3 separate regions of the Mus musculus genome follow, and all the other regions are linked to region 1. Evidence: chromatin contacts called from public HiChIP or PLAC-seq and promoter capture Hi-C data. All regions are on one chromosome and are shown on one strand. Each heading gives the region's core, a stretch centred on a gene start, on an enhancer-like site or on the middle of the called end of the contact. The rest is flanking DNA. Distances are from core to core; before and after follow the strand shown. Region 1 holds the start of Rffl (ring finger and FYVE like domain containing protein). Region 2 has its middle 20 kb from the start of Gm31522. Region 3 holds the start of Rasl10b (RAS-like, family 10, member B).

The links. Promoter capture Hi-C pulls out the DNA fragments that hold promoters and counts their contacts. HiChIP or PLAC-seq counts read pairs in DNA pulled down with a chosen protein or histone mark.
Region 2: a contact with region 1 is called in an H3K4me3 HiChIP or PLAC-seq map of bone marrow-derived macrophages, with 6 times the contacts expected there. The contact joins the enhancer-like site here to the promoter of Rffl in region 1. A contact is called at or near these places in 2 of 39 promoter capture datasets (cranial neural crest and second pharyngeal arch cranial neural crest), 7 of 484 Hi-C or Micro-C datasets (LSK cells, cardiomyocytes, cerebellum and 3 more), 7 of 115 datasets of contacts at active chromatin or transcription factors (bone marrow-derived macrophages, embryonic basal ganglia, embryonic forebrain and 4 more) and 1 of 9 other capture datasets (embryonic stem cells).
Region 3: a promoter capture Hi-C map of embryonic stem cells shows a contact between it and region 1, with 5 read pairs. The contact joins the promoter of Rasl10b here to the promoter of Rffl in region 1.

The regions. Positions count from the first base shown.
Region 1 is chr11:82,869,863-82,872,668 of GRCm38.p6, forward strand. It overlaps Rffl (ring finger and FYVE like domain containing protein), which reads right to left and starts at 1,348. Exons shown (of 7, transcript NM_001007465.3): 1 at 1,146-1,348. It also overlaps a transcript of Rad51d not described here.
Region 2 is chr11:82,005,627-82,008,432 of GRCm38.p6, forward strand. No RefSeq gene overlaps it. Among named protein-coding and RNA genes, the nearest start is that of Gm31522, 20 kb to the left of the region's middle. Within about 2 kb of position 1,480, at least 101 of the 459 cell types and tissues checked have an H3K27ac peak or open chromatin away from gene starts, as enhancers often do. A contact at or near this core is called in LSK cells and bone marrow-derived macrophages, where this site is marked.
Region 3 is chr11:83,408,274-83,411,079 of GRCm38.p6, forward strand. Rasl10b (RAS-like, family 10, member B) reads left to right here and starts at 1,415. Exons shown (of 4, transcript NM_001361568.1): 1 at 1,415-1,608.

The DNA of each region.
Region 1 (2,806 bases), core at 98-2,597:
GTTGCTAACATTAGAAAGAATGGGGGGGGGGGGGAGAGGAGGGAAGGATAAGGAAGCTGCCACAAAGGAAATATACGGCCAGTTTTGGTCTTAGAACTCTACAAACTGCCCAGGACATAGTCCCCTTCCATTCCTAGAAAAATGCCACAGTATTCGAACAGCCTTGCCCACATTTCAGTATACTGAACTGTCAAGGCAAGAACCACCATGCAGCTCTCAAAAGTGGCGACAGGAAGTCTCTCGGTTCTCCAAGCCACCAGCCAAAACATACATAAGGAGGTTACTATTTTCTTGGAAGGCCACACGCATCCTGGGGTGTTTGTTCATGCGTCACTCTAGCCTTTAACCAGGGCACAGAGTGTGAGTTGTGGGTAAAACCCCATTTCCGAGCTAAGAATAATCTTCCCCGTGGTGGACTGAGAGGAATGTGGAAATCTTCCTCGATTACACAACAGCACCCCCCCACCCCCATGACAGCTTTAAAAAAAAAAAGAAAAAAGGAAGAAGTACGCTGCTGTTGTTTTTTTCTACCGGTCTTAAATCGGAGCTCAAACAGACGCCAGGAAAGGCTGTGGACTCCCCTGATCTACCCAGACTTCCCCATGCCCGGTCAAATGTCTCCTGGGCAGCCAGCTGGAGAGGGGCCCTACTTCCCTCTGAGTCTCGGCCAGGACCACACAGTGGCGACCTAACACACGTCGGGGACAGAGGTCGACTCCCAAGAGGCAGACAGCAGACTCTGGCAGGGAGGAGGGAGGAGGGGAGAGCAGCATCCCAAACTTCCCATCTAACCTCCAAACTCCGAATCTCCAGGGTCCTCCTGGTAGAGAGCCAGTGCCGCCAAAGCTCTGCCTCTGTAGACGGTTTTCTGTCCTACAGAAATGCATCCTTCCCCAGGACCTACCGGGTTCTTACGACACTTGGGTACAAGTTGAGGACACACGTCCCGGGTTACGGCGCACACAGACGAAATGCTTTGCGGCACTTTCATGGGACAGGTGTGGGGTGACCTGGCGGTGGGGAGTTCCTGGAAAGGGCTGCCCCACTCCCGGAGCGCAGCTGGATCCTCACACCCCCCGGAGCACAGCCTGAAGCACCGGATCCTCCAGCCCAACCCGCCACAGCCACAGCCACCGCCTCCTCACCTGCCGCGGACGCTGCCGGGCCACACCTGGGACGGCAGAGGCCAGATCCCGACCGCGGCCACTCAGGCAGCGGGGCTGCGGGGTCTGCGGCCGCCGCAACTCCACGCCTGAGGGGCGCCCGGGTGCCCGAACCACATCCTCACGGGCGGCCCCAGGAAGTCCACCCCCACTAACCCAGTCCCCCGCGGCTCGGCGTGGGCCCCGCCCGTCCAGCGTGCGGCCCCGCCCTCCCGGCTTGCGGCCCCGCCCTCCACCCCACCCCCGCGGGAGCGCACGCCCCCGCCACCATAGAGAGGAATCGGGCGCGCGGCGGTCTAGAGTGCAAGCCTCCGCGAGCGCCCTCTGTCGGAGCCCGGCTAGGTGTGGAGTCCCCAGTCTAGGCCGAGCCAACCAATCCCTTATGTGGTGATCTTGAGCAAGTCCCTTAAGATCACTAACTAGCTTTATAGTAAAGTTTGAATATTGAACCCTTGATTTCATGTTTCATCGTACCCGACAGATTTCCAGAACCCCAGACTCATCTAATTTATTAAGTTTCTTGGCGATATTAAAAGCCAATTCAGTGGGGCATCATAACCTGTCTTTTCCTCCTTGGATAAGCTACTTTCATGTTAGGAAGGTGGGGACACAGCTGAGAAAGGTTGCAGTACAATAAAAACGACTGCTAAGAAACCACCCAGCCATCGTTCATCACCCGTGCACCTTTTGGCAGGCACTTAACCTTTCCAATATCTTCCCCATCCCAGAAAGGCCGGTTGGGCCCGCACATTAAATGAGATAATGCACAAAGGCCTTAGTAAAGCATAAAACACCAGGGTAGCATAGGGGATCATTAGCCAGTGATCTAAGAAGATGCCTAGTCACGGAAGTCATATAAATGCTAATTCTTCTGGCTGGTGTCTAGTGACATCATTTTCTTATGCTTCAGGTTCCCATCAAAGACCTCTCAGAGTTTTCCTGAGCAATTTGTATTTTGATTTATTCAATATTTTGGTGCTTGGGATTTTTGTACATACTAGACAAGTGCTCTACCACAGTGCTACCCCTTGTATTTTAAAATAAAGACTATCAGAAGGGAACCAGAGCTAAAATATGTGCATCCGTACCAGACTCACTTTATAAGCCCTTTGCTATTTCCAGTTCTCAGAACACCCCAGCACGCTCTGTACTGTTATATGCTTGTTATCAACAAGGATCTACATTTTAAGTAATTTTCGAGCTTCCACACAGAGAAAAGCAGAACTCAGATGCAAAACTCTTTCTTTCTCCAACCTGGAGTGTACAGGGAGCCCCGCCTTCTAAGGACCCCTGGCACCTGAGTTGGATGTTCGCCCCTTGCCCCTTTCTCCTGCCTGCTTATTTCTGCAGCTTCGCTTTGCTGCAGTTCCCTATGAGCTCCGCTTCTCTCCGGACTTTTTCCTCCACAAAGGTGTATATCATTTTCTCCCTTCCCTTTCTGGTTTCCGTTCCTTTGACGCACCAACATTGTCCATCCTCTGATATTTCTGAAATGGGTCTGAGCGCCGTGCTGGAGACACAGGTTCTTCACCACACTGTCCATCTCTGGATATGAATGATAGCCACAGACATGTAATAGGTCCAAAACAGAAGTGAAAGGAGATCCAGACCTGCGATTTTTGTTGTTGTTGTTGTTAACTCAC
Region 2 (2,806 bases), core at 230-2,729, 860 kb before region 1:
CATGAGAGATTCTGTCTCAAAAAGGTAGAGATGGAGAGAAATTAAGGAACAATAGACAATGTTGACCTGTCACAATCAAACATGCGTGCAACCATACACATGTACACACACCCACACTAACAAGCACAAACACAAGTACATAACACACACACTATATATATACACCAAATATATGTGTATATATACACACACATATACATATCATACCAAATGTGTGTGTGTGTGTGTGTGTGTGTGTGTGTGTGTGTGTGTGTGTGTGTGTGTATGAAAACAAGGAAAACAAAAGCACAGAAACAGGTAGATACTTTTTTTTTTAACGTAATCTCACAAGCAGTCCTTAAGCAGCTGGTGCCTGGCAGGCATCTGTACACTTCCTCTTCCTGGGACTCTCACCCATCACTCTAGACTGAGCACCATAAACCCAATGTACAGATGCAAATCTGTGAGGTCAGGAGATCAGGCACACAATTACACAGTTAATAAGCTCCAAGGGCAGGGGCCAAGTGTGCGGGATTTATCTGACTGCAGAGTACAACTTCTTTCTCTGCTCTCTCACTTTGCTCGTGGAGTCTATGAAGAGGTGAGTCCCAAGACTTGAAGCCTATAGGAACAACCTAGAAGAGTATATTAAAAATACATTCTATCCTTACTTTGTAACTCAAATTTCAGCAGGTCCAAATACTACCCAAACAATGACAACCTCAACGGACAGGCTTCCACAGAAGAAGGAAATCCCATGAGGCCCCACTCCTAGACAAGAACTACTCACAGTTAACACCTGCTATGATCTCCTACTGAATAACTGGATAACCAGTTAGGCATGAACATCAAGTGGTGAGCCCTGAAATACAGGCAAACAACACTAAACAGACTCAGCAGATCATATTTATATATTTATGCATTTATAAATACATATAAACAATAAAACAGAGGCCATTAATTTGAGTAAGGGCGGGCATATAAGAGGTGTTGGAGGGATGAAAAGGAAGAGGGGAAGTTACATAATTATATTTTAATTAAAAATAAGAAAATTTAAAAAAGAATTAGCAGGTTATGTGAAGGCTGGTCATTGACCTATCACACCTGCCCTGCCACCCTGGATACTGGACACTGAAGTTCAAATGTCAAGCACATTGGTCAGCACACATACTGACAGATGGACAACCTAGGGGCAAAAGCTGCTCTCAGTTACTATGTCTTGGTGCTCCAAAGGCACTGTCCAGTCTGGAGCCTAAATACTACCTCCCACTAGCCTCTGCTCTTACTTTCAGATCTGGCTGGAGAAAACGGGAAACCCCAGCACGAGTGTTGCGACAGCAGATTGCACAATGTCCTGAATCCCTAAGTCCCCCTCCAGTCCCCCCAGAGGAAAGAAGACATTCCTGGGCTGCCTTCCCAGCTTCGTCACACAGCACGAGTGTGTCCACTGGGGGTACTAATCAACGGCAGCACCAAGACCAGAAGACACTGCTTCCTCCCCAGCCCCATTACACTAAGGCTGAATCAAACACTGCCGTTTAAGAGCCGGCATTGCTGATCTCATAGCTCTCTCATGTTCGTTCACGGTCATGCAAGCCTCTTCCTTAAAGGCTTCCCTCTTGGTCACAAGAGAAAAAGAGAAAACTGCCTCTTCCTTCCTTTGCAGTTATGAGTAATGATCCGGTCTCTCTTGTGGTTAATACACAGCGACTGGCTTTCTGCACAAATGGCCTGAAGTTTAATGAGAAGTCCTTAGACTCTGGCTGCATGATGTTTGCTCAGCATGGTGTGAAGGATTCAGAGACTGAGTTAGCCTGTCCCTGCAGCTTTGAATACATTTACTTGAAGCTTAAAAATGCTAACTCGTTATCAGTAAAACGAGAAGAGTGGTCCTAACTGATTCCTGCTGGTTGAGACTTGAATGCATACAGAAGGTGCAGCAAAGCTGCTGGCTGGAGTAGAACATTGTCATCGTTCCCTCTGCATCTCAGTACACAGCATGGACCCTGGAGAACTGACATCTCTATCATTGGGAGACTGAAGAAGAACACAGGACCTCAAGTCCACCCAGACAAAGGGAGCCTGAATTTACAGTCATCACATGCTCCCCCAGGGACTGGAACACATACACACCCGAGAGCACACACAGAGAGAGGGGGGAGGGAGAGAGAGAGAGGAGAGGGAGAGAGGAGAGAGAGAGGGAGAGAGAAGAGGAAGAGAGAGGAGAAAGAGGAGGAAAAGGAGGAGGATGGGGAGGGGGAGAGGATTCATAGGAGAAATAGGGGAAATGGCTATCCCTCTATCTAGCAGGCTGGGGAAGCTGGGTAGTAGCATAGCAACATGCTAATGCTAACATTCCTAATGCATTCTGCCATATTCTTTTGATGCTGCTTGGCATCACAGCCAAACAGACCAAATCCATCCTCCATATTCCCAAGTGAGTGATCTTCCTCCATCAGACCTCTGATCGTTTCGCGCTGGTGTGTGCTGACAGATCTCTGTTCCCCAAAGTGCTAACGTTTTTACAGCACAGTCTGCAAGGTTATTGACACCTGGCCATAGCCCATCGTTCCAGCATCACCCTGCCTCCACGTTCCCCACAGCCTTGGCTGTAGCCAAACTAGGCAAGGCCTGTCCTTCCCAATGGCAGCTTTCCTCCCCAGGCCTCAGTTCCCAAGCACAGGAAAGGTTCACTGGATGTCCTTCTCCCTCACCCTTACCTCCTTCTCCAGGCTTCCTCAAGTCTTGTTTTCAGGAATATTCTCCTACCTCCAGACCCCATTCAGCCTTCAAGGCTGGGCTCCGAGGTCACTGGCAGAAATGTACA
Region 3 (2,806 bases), core at 165-2,664, 540 kb after region 1:
TTGGGTCTCTGAGAGAGAATCATCCTTGTCAACTTCACCAGAGTTGAAGCCATCTTGGAAACACATCTTCGGGCATGTCAGTGTGTTTCCAGGGACGTTTAACTGAAGGGGGTTTTCCACCTGCATCTCGGGCAGCACCATCCCACGGACTGACTAAAAAGGCAAAAGGGGAAATTGAAATTTGAGCTTAACGCTAACGTGCATCTCTGCTTCCAGGCTGCATGCACAGTGCCAGGGACCTCACATTCCCACCACTTTGCCTTCTGGCTACAATAGATGTGTCTATTGTCATCACAATAGCCAAAACTAAGTCGCTTTTGTCAGGTACTTGCCACACCAACAAGAAAAGTAAAACGGGGGTCTTTGAGACCCTTTTAGGGGAACAAGAAGCAGTCAGGGTCATAACCTCTGTCAGCCTCTTCTGACCCCATTCTTCCAGCCTGAAGCATTCTGTCAGGTCTCTGGACTCTCAGTTGCTCCTAGCCTCAGCTGACCTCTCTGAAGTGGCCCACCTGATTTGCCCTCTAAGACCCCTTTTGACTTCACAAAGGAATTTGTCTGTGGCCTCTCCACTGGACTATGTGAGCCCTCTGCTGAGCTTTTCCGAAGCAAAGCTGCCCTGCTAGTGACACAGCCTTAGCATTCCATTTTGCATTTAAGTAAAAGTAGTTACTCATCCTTTCTCAGCCTCAGTGATCTCATCTGTAAAATGGGGGAAACAACCTCCTTCGTGGAATGTTCTGGGAATTTAACTTGAGGATTTAGGCAAAGCTCTTACCACATTGGAATGTTACCTACTGATAAAAATATGTTGGTGAGGACTATTTTAGATTAAATACAAGAGGAACTGCACCCTCAAGCCCTGCAAATGCTGGGATCTCAAAGGAGAGGGATCCGCAGCCTTAGAGGAGTGGAGGTCATGCTTTGGCAGGGGACCAGCTTTGCTTGGCACTAGCCTGGCCTGCTGTTCCCTGCCGCAGTGAAGGGTGAGAGTGACCACCCTCTACTCCGTCCTTCAGGGGTGGAAGAGCAAGAATCTGGATGCCAGCAACCAGGGCAGGACACACGCTGGGCATCTGCCAGTCACTGACTGACTGTATCGGTAAGGGTCAAAAGGACAGCGTGGGGAGGAGGGGACGAGCCCTGCCGAGGGCAGGGTGCGAGGCTGTGTGGGAAGGGAGTCGCAATGAAGGCAGAGGCTCCGGGGCCTTTCTCGTCCCCGCCCCCAACTCGTCCAGGCTCGAGCTAATTTCTCCCAGGGGAGAGTCGCGGGGGTCGGGGGCGTAGGGGAGGATTGAAGGTTGAGGTTAGGGATTGGGGAGCTGGTCCCGCGGCGCCCCAGTGAATCCGTCGGGCTCGGGGACCCAGCGGAACCCCCCGCGCCCGCCTCCCCCTCCGCCGGCGCGAGTGGGGCGGCGCGCTCCGCAGGGCGAGCAGCTGAGCGACCCTCGGTGCTGCGGCCCCCCGCGCCCCAGCCCGCCGCGCCCGGGCCGCGGGCGGCGCCCCTCATCCTCCCCCCGGGCGGGGGAGCCCAAGGCAGCGCCGGAGCCCGGGGGGAGCGCGGCCGCGCCGGCCAGGGCAGGGGGCAGGCAGCCGGGACGGCCCCGGGTAAGCGGGAGGAGGAGGAGGAGCGGGGCGACCGCGGGGTGAGGGGCAGCCCGGGGAGGGGGCAGCGGGCAAGCCGGAGTGGAGCTGGAGCCGGCAGCCAGCGGGGCTCCTGCAGCCCCCACACCTGCCACCGATCGGGTCACTGGGAGCCCGGCATCCGCCGGCGCCCCCACCCCCACGCGGACGTGGTAGGGACTCACCACCCGAGGACGTACGGCCCGGCCTTTAGGATCCTCAGAACCCCCGACCTTCCCAGTGTGAGGTAGAGACCCAAGATGTCCAGGCCGGGGAAGGGACTAAAAAGAGACTGTGGCCCGAGTGTGTGACCCCTGCCTCTTGCCGGGAGCTGTCTGCAGACTCACTGCAGAATGCAGGCCCTGGGGAAGCTCAGGGGGCCTGGGCCCTGCTTCCTGGGACAGACCTTTCACCCCCACATAACTAGGCATGTGGGCTTAGTAAACTGCTTAGACCCAGGACTTGTGCCTGGGAAGAACTGAAGGGGCATCTGTTCCCTCTGAGTTGGGGACAGGGCCACACTTAGGCCTGGTAGCTCCAGAGGCTTGCCAGTGCATAGGGGGCTGTTCTTGTACCCACTTCTTGACTCCCAGACTGTACCTGGTTTTCGTGTCTGCTACTACTCAAAAAGAGTTGGTTTGGGGGCTTGAGAATCTGCAGATAGGATACATCCTGAAACCTCTGCCACACCCAGAGTGAGTCCGTGTTCTTCTTTCTTGCTCTTTGCCCTCTCGAAGGCCCAGGACTCCCCCATCCCCACCTGCTCGTGCTGTTATGTAATTAACCCAGCTGAGCCTCTTTGCTAAGCTGGCAGCATCCAGGGATGCCCCAGAGGCCTAGGGACCTGAAGGGTTGTGCGTGGTGGTAGCGTTAGTTTTGTCTCCGTAGGAAGCAGGCTCAGAGGAGCACCTGTTGGGGAAGGGACATGCATGAGGCAGGCACAAGAGAGATTAGAGTCCTAGTCTTAGCTAAGGTGGCTTCCTTCCCTAAGTCTCTGGGTCTTGATTTATTGGTGATGGATTTTTGTTCTTCAATAAAATGAAAGGCATCATATACATGCATATGGACATATGGATGCCCAGGTACACACACTGCAAGTTTATGAGCCCATGCAACTGTAGATAGTGACCCATTCCTAGATTGCCAGGAGGTTCAACTGAGCGTCTGGGAAAACCTTAGAGGA